2 separate regions of the Zea mays genome follow, and region 1 is linked to region 2. A link is a contact called in public Hi-C data. All regions are on one chromosome and are shown on one strand. Each heading gives the region's core, a stretch centred on a gene start, on an enhancer-like site or on the middle of the called end of the contact. The rest is flanking DNA. Distances are from core to core; before and after follow the strand shown. Region 1 holds the start of CNR1 (Cell number regulator 1). Region 2 holds the start of LOC100280295 (putative endo-1,4-beta-mannosidase family protein).

Region 1 (3,717 bases), core at 853-3,352, 200 kb after region 2:
TTGAAAGTCTCCCCTTGAGCTATATCTAGGTCTCCCATTGTCAACCACGAAAATCAAATTGTCTATCCACAATACCTTACTGCCGAAATCCGACCGATTCCTCTCCGGTTGGAGCTCTCTTCTCCTGAACCCGGCCGGTCGAACGGTCCTTGTCAGCTCCGTGCATTGCTTACCTCACAGCTGGTTTACGTCATGTCAGCATTGCTCATCCCCCCTGTGGCATCGTCAGAAAGGTTGACTCCCGCCGCCGTGCTTTCCTCTGGAATGGTCGTGATAACACCACTGGTGCGCGTTGTCTGGTCTCCTGGGATAAAGTCTGTCAAAAGAAAGCTCCTTGGAGGTTTAGGTGTGACTGATATGCATGTTCAGAACTGCTGCTTGCTCCTGAAGCTAGTTCACAAACTGCACAAACCCGCGTCATCCTCTTGGACACGCTGGATTCAATCGGACCAGGACGCTAGCTAAGCCAGCTGGAGATCATTGGGACAAACTGCAAACCCTCCTCCCGCTTTATCAGGCCATTACGTCGGTTAAGGTGGGTGATGGACGAACCACGTCCTTTTGGTATGATGACTGCCTGCCTGCCGGACCAATCTCTGAAACCTTCTCTGTGATCGCCATTCGCCGGCCACACCACAAAACCTGGAGCTTCAGTCAGGTAAGTGCTCACCTCCAATCTATCTGACCCAATACACTCCAATCCACCGTCGCATCGCATTGCTTCTTCTGGTGCTGGTGTGTTGTTGCATATGCTAATCAAGTGGTCCAGTCCAGACTGTCACCATCGTTGGTCACATGGAAAGGTGACACCATGCAACCACGCTCCCCACGCACTCCTGCAGCTCTCCTATTATATTCTCTATGTCACGTCGTATTTAGAACTCCCCTCTACAAACAATGTATACAAGCACCTTATATAAGTCATCTAGACCAATCACAAACCCATCCAAAACAGTGCTATTCACACCCAGCGTCCTCCACAATAGAGAGCAAAAAAAAGGACAGTTAAATTACATAGAATCGATGGAAACGAAGATACATTACATAGTCAAACAAAAGAACCACGAAAGCAAGTTCTGCCATTTCGCATCAATCAATCATCTACCTAATCATGCCCAGCGGTATGGCCGGCGGCGCCCCCATCACCGCGCCGCCGCCGGCAACTCCTCGTCTCTGCCGGTCCATGTTAGCCTCCCAGCCTTCTCGCACAAACACATACACGAGGACGACGACATTCAGCAGGCCGTATGGTTATGAGCGCGCGCGCGCGCACACACACACGCACGTAATAGAACGCAATTTGCACTGCATGCGCTTACCGATCCCCAGGTCGAAGCCGCGGTTCTTGAGCTCGCGGTACTCCTGGCACAGAGCCAGGTGCTCGCAGCAGCAGTGCACCAGGATGTCCGGGCACTCCCCTTCGTCCAGGTCGTACTCGGCCCTCAGCTTGGACCGGTAGAGGCACGAGTACAGGCACCCCATCCCCGTCGACGCGCAGATGAGCCCGTACACCAGTCCGCTCGCGATACATGCTGCCAAAGCCACAGTGAGTCGGCGAGATCTGACTGAGTTGTTTCAGGAGAGAAAACCAGAGGAAAGAGATTGATTGACTCACGGCAGGTGCCCTTGTCCACGATGTCAGCGACCTGCCCGAACGTGACACAGGGGCACAGGCATGTGATGAGACCTGGGCGTGGGCGCCATGGAAGAAAGAAACGCGTGTCAAGTGGTAACTAACTGAGCTCGAATAGCTAGCCATATTCACTGGAATCTGTCTGGCCTCCTATGAACTATTGAACTGTATGTATCTGGAGAAGAAGGGGAACGAACGAACGAACGAACGACTTACAGTTCCCCGGGTCGTCCATGCAGTGGAAGAGGCCGGTGGACCATTTCCTCAGCCCGCCGCCGGGGCGTGAAGTGTCCATGTTCGCCCCGTGCTGCTGCTGCTGGTACGCTGCCGGCGGCGGCGGCGCCGTTGGCGGAGCCCCGGCGCTGAACTTGTTATACGCGTCCGGAGGGGCTGACGGATACATTGCTTGGGAGTAGAACTAGGATCTCTTGTTTATGCGAACAGCAACGCGCAAAGCAAGGACCCGGTGCTGCTTTAATGATTCTCTCAGCACAGCTCTTCATCCAGGCGCAGCAGGCCCCAGGTCGGCAAGACTCGACTCGAGAGGTCTCCCTCAAGTCACCACTCACGTACTGCGGTACTAACTAGTTAAAGGCTATCTTCAACAGCTTAATTATCTCCATTATCTATTTCAAAATCTATTATATAAATAATACGGTCTATATTATAAAATAGTATTTTAGGTGACCATACCAATAAATAATGCCGCGTTACTTTTCAACGGGAATCCGATGCAGATGCAGTTCCTTAATATCAAATCAAGGAAGGGTTTGGTTACTGCACTAAACACGAGAGCATTAGTATATTTGCACATCCCGCGATTCCGATGCACAGTCGCAGCAGCATGTATTGTCTTTTCTATTTTTTTTTTGATTATGGAAACAAGAGTTCCGGCTTTAGCATACAAATGCGTACAGCCATTACATAACGATTATTGGACCATAGAGCAATTGCTTGAATAATTAAACTAACTCAAAGAAAACAAAATGCCATGACTATAGAAAACACTAGCCATCTTCAATTCTTGCATTCGAGCGCCATCCATGCATTGCAAAAACTTCCATCGCCACCACCTCCAAAGCTCGACAGGCATCGAGAATTTGTTGGTGCTTTTCCTCCTTCTGTAGAAGTCTCCAGAATCTGAACCAGTGAGTAACCCTGAAAATAACCTGCACAATTGATGGTATTGGTTTATGATTAAACACCACCTCATTTCGACAGAGCCAGATGGACCAAAATAAAGCGGATATTCCAGTCAGTAATAATGTTTTGTATGCCAGAGCATTATTAGATTCCCAAGACCCGATAATATGATTAATGCTAATGGGCATGTCTATTTTTAAAGCAAAGTAAATGATTCTCCATATACTTTTGGCAATGTAACAATCAAAAAAGAGATGATGTATACTCTCATTGTTGTTGCAAAAGCTACAGGTCAAGCTACCATTCCAACGCCTTCTAGCTAAATTATCTTTAGTGAGGATCGCTCCCCGACATAAATTCCACAGGAAAACTTTTATTTTCAGAGGGAGCTTAAGTCTCCAAAGCATCTTACTCCGATTGCTGTTAGAATTATTCATCAAAAGATGGTACATCGATTGGACAGAGAAAATTCCATTCTTATGACCATCCCAAACAAAATTGTCCCTAGCCGGATTCAGAGTAATCGTAGTTAGCAAGTTTAACAAGTTGTGCCATTCCACCATTTTAATTCCCCTAATTGTTCGGCGAAAAGATAAATTAAGATTTGAATCTGAAAAGACGTCTACAACCAAGGCCGATTTGTTACGCACTATATTAAACAGGTTCGGGAATTGCTCACTAAGAGGTCGACTGGTTAACCAAATATCCTTCCAGAATCTGGTAGCATGACCATTCCTCACTTGAAAGTGACCCCATCGAAGAAATTGATCCTTAATATTCATTAGACCTGACCAAAAGTGTGAATCGTCCGGTCTTCTAGATATTTGAGTAAGAGATTTATGTCCTAAGTATTTGTTTTTAAGTAGCTGTTGCCACCTCCCCTCCTCATTGAGTAATTTAAATAGCCATTTGCTGAGTAAGCTAATATTTTTTAAAGCCAG
Region 2 (3,475 bases), core at 421-2,920:
GACGATCTTTATGAGAGGAGAATGTCTCATTTTTTATTTAGTCCTCTAAAGATCTCATGAGATCTCATTTTAAATGGGGTCCAATGCTCTAATGTGGCTATCAGTATCTCATATGGGGGACATCCACGTCCTCTCCTTGAGGTACGACCCTCACGATTTTCTGATCTGTAGCCACCGTACGGACTACGGAGTCGTCTCTCTTGACAATGTTTCATCTAAAAACACGACTGTCACGATTATTATCTTTGACACCGTTTTATTTACACATGATGCTCCATGTATTGGAAAGTGCAAATACTTTGTCACAATCATTACAAAGGAAGGATCAAGATATTTTGAATGTCATGTCATGTGTGAGTGCAACAAGAAACGAGCTGCAAAATGTAAGAGAGAATGGATGGAACTCACTCTTGAAGAAGACATACTTATTTTGCGATGGAAACATGCATGAGGAATATGCTAATAGGCACGCACCACGAAAGAAAACCAAAAAAGAAAACTCCATCAATACTAAATAGAAGCTTTTAATTATGTTATTGATTGGCAACTTCAAGAGCTCGATGACAGTTTCGGTGAGGTAAATTATGCATTGTTGGATCACGTGGCGACTTTTAACACAAATGACTCATTTCTTGCCTTTAACAAAGAAACAATAGTAAGGCTACCTAAGCTTTATCAATATGATTTTGATTCAAATAAATTGAATGGTCTTGACTTTGAACTTGTTATATACACTGACAACGTGAAAGCATGTAGAAGGTTTGACAATTTGGATGGGACTGTTGATCGATCTAGCTAAACTAGTGTTGCAAACAAATAAGCTTATTAGTTTCCTTTTCGCCTATCAACCTTTAAAGCTACTACTAATATTGTGGATTGCCACAACTTCAGTGCAAACATGTTTCAGTTATGAGTGTTGTAAAAAAGGTTGAGAAACAAGCTGAGTGATCAGTTCATGTGTGATTGCCAAATATGCTATGCGTAGAAAGATGTGTTTTCAGCCAACAGTATTGATAAGGTGATTGATCTTTTTAAGAAGATGAAATTTTGAATTGGGAAGCTTTAACATGTGAGCATCGTACTACAATTAATCGGACTTGTTCAAAAATTGCGAAAAAGTAACATATTTTTTTGTTCAATATACCAGGAATTAGGAAATGTTACAAAGCATCAAAGCGCTTTTTTTTAAACATGCAAACAAATGGTTTTAGGATTCTATTCAGCTGGTATATGTCTCCACTCTTTCATTTAATTTAATATCCATATGTAGCTAATATAATACTTATGTCTGAAAAAAATACATTGGTGTGCTATAGTCTCGTTATAATTTATAGTTACATGTATATTCTTAAGCGAATCCATTGACAATATTTCTTAAGCGAATCCATTAACAGCTAACACGTCCACTTGTATCATCACGCATAACACGTCTTCTTGCACAACTTCCTCGGCGTGACGATCCAACAGCATGGGACATTGGAACATCCTTTCATCTTCCTCCAACCAAACGGCCCGCCGCCGTCTCCTGGTCTCCCCACGCACAGGCAGTTTGCAGTTTCGTGCAATGACATGCTCATCAAGACGGCACCCGAAGAGGCAAACGAACTGTGCACGCAAGGTCGCACAAGCACGTATCGTCATGAGTCATGACGGACGTCTCGATCGCCTCTGCTCTTTGCCATAGCCATGGCACGACCTATCGCCGCTACTATATATACACACACAATCCAGCGTGCCCAAGTGCTTGGTACGTGCCCACACACGTACCAAATAAACGTACACTGACCGACGTCGTCGTTCACGTTGCAAGATTGCATCTTGCCGATCATCGCAACGTCGGCTAGCTCTGTGACAATGGCGAAGAGCAGACGGGAGATCTCGTTTGGTTTGGCCGTCGTCCTGTCCCTAACGGCCGCCGCACTCGTGCGAACCGGACACGGCGCCGACGCCGCCTTCGCGAGGGCGAGCGGGACACGTTTCACGATCGGTGGGCGGCCGTTCTACTCGAACGGCTTCAACGCGTACTGGCTCATGTACATGGCGTCGGACCCGGCCGACCGGAGCAAGGCGACGGCCGCGCTGGACGAGGCGGCCCGCCTCGGCGCCACGCTCGTGCGGACGTGGGCGTTCAGCGACGGCGGCTACCGCGCGCTGCAGGTGTCGCCCGGGGTGTACGACGAGGAGGTGTTCAGGGTATGCCCTGCATCTCGTGTCGGACGCCGGCGAGGCAATCAATCCTGGGCGCACGTGCTATTTTTTTTTTTTTAGATATCACGCTATTTACGCGTATAGCAACTTAATTTCTCCCCTCTCGTATATATTTCGGCTTTTCAGTTCTGATTTTTTGGAGCTATATACATGCATGCATGGATTATTGTTCTGCGGAAAAAAAAAATCTTCAGCTGCCAATGTGACATGGATGTCTCTCTGCAGGGTCTAGACTATGTGATATCCGAAGCAAAGAAGCGCGGGATCCATTTGATCCTGAGCCTGGTGAACAACTGGGACGGGTACGGCGGGAAGAAGCAGTACGTGCAGTGGGCAAGAACCCAGGGGCACAGCCTGAATTCTGATGACGACTTCTTCACCGACAGCGTGACCAAAGGGTTCTACAAGAACCATGTCAAGGCCCGTCGACCACGCACTCCATAGACGCTTGATATAATAACCATCTCAAGACGCTTGATATGATGCACCATTCTCACAGGCAGTCCTCACGAGAGTGAACAAGATGACGGGAGTGGCGTACAAGGACGAGCCTGCCATCTTCGCGTGGGAGCTCATGAACGAGCCTCGCTGCCAGAGCGACCTCTCCGGGAAGACGCTGCAGGCCTGGATCACGGAGATGGCCAGCTACGTCAAGTCCGTGGATCCCAACCACACGGTAGAGATCGGGCTCGAGGGCTTCTACGGCGATCGAGTCCACGCCCGACCGCAAGCGCCAGTTCAACCCGGGAGGGTACACCGTCGGCACCGACTTCATCTCCAACAACCTGATCCCCGGCGTCGACTTCGCCACGATCCACTCCTACCCCGACCAATGGTAAGCTGTTGTAACGACACACAAGGCGCGCGATCGAATGCATGGCGGCGACCGCGTTGGGAACGGCTCCCGATCGACCTCGTCCCTCGTATTACGTGCGTTGTGCATTGCAGGGTGCCCGGCGCGAGCGACGGCGCGCAGGTGGCGTTCATGCGGCGGTGGATGGCGTCGCACGCCGGCGACGCCGCGGCGGTGCTGCGGAAGCCGCTGCTGGTGGCGGAGTTCGGCTGGTCCGCGCGCTCCAACAGCTACACGGTGTCCATGCGGGACGCCTACTTCCGCATGGTGTACGAGGCGATCTACGCGTCGGCGAGAGCGGGAGGGCCGCTCGCGGGGGGCCTCTTCTGGCAGGTCATGGTGCCCGGGATGGAGAGCTGGACCGACGGCTACGACGTCGTGCTCGACCGTAGCCCATCCACGGCTGCCGTCGTC

Evidence for each region. A called contact is a pair of places that touch in the nucleus more often than the background predicts.
Region 1: a Hi-C map of ear shows a contact between it and region 2, with 1.7 times the contacts expected there. The contact joins the promoter of CNR1 here to the promoter of LOC100280295 in region 2. A contact is called at or near these places in 2 of 25 Hi-C or Micro-C datasets (ear and tassel).

What each region holds. Positions count from the first base shown.
Region 1 is chr4:183,688,460-183,692,176 of Zm-B73-REFERENCE-NAM-5.0, forward strand. CNR1 (Cell number regulator 1) reads right to left here and starts at 2,103. Exons shown (of 4, transcript NM_001372154.1): 1 at 1,850-2,103; 2 at 1,616-1,687; 3 at 1,320-1,532; 4 at 902-1,199. The coding sequence starts at 2,036. The coding sequence ends at 1,102.
Region 2 is chr4:183,492,493-183,495,967 of Zm-B73-REFERENCE-NAM-5.0, forward strand. LOC100280295 (putative endo-1,4-beta-mannosidase family protein) reads left to right here and starts at 1,671. Exons shown (of 4, transcript NM_001153222.1): 1 at 1,671-2,193; 2 at 2,434-2,628; 3 at 2,708-3,043; 4 at 3,157-3,475. The coding sequence starts at 1,855. The coding sequence ends at 3,453.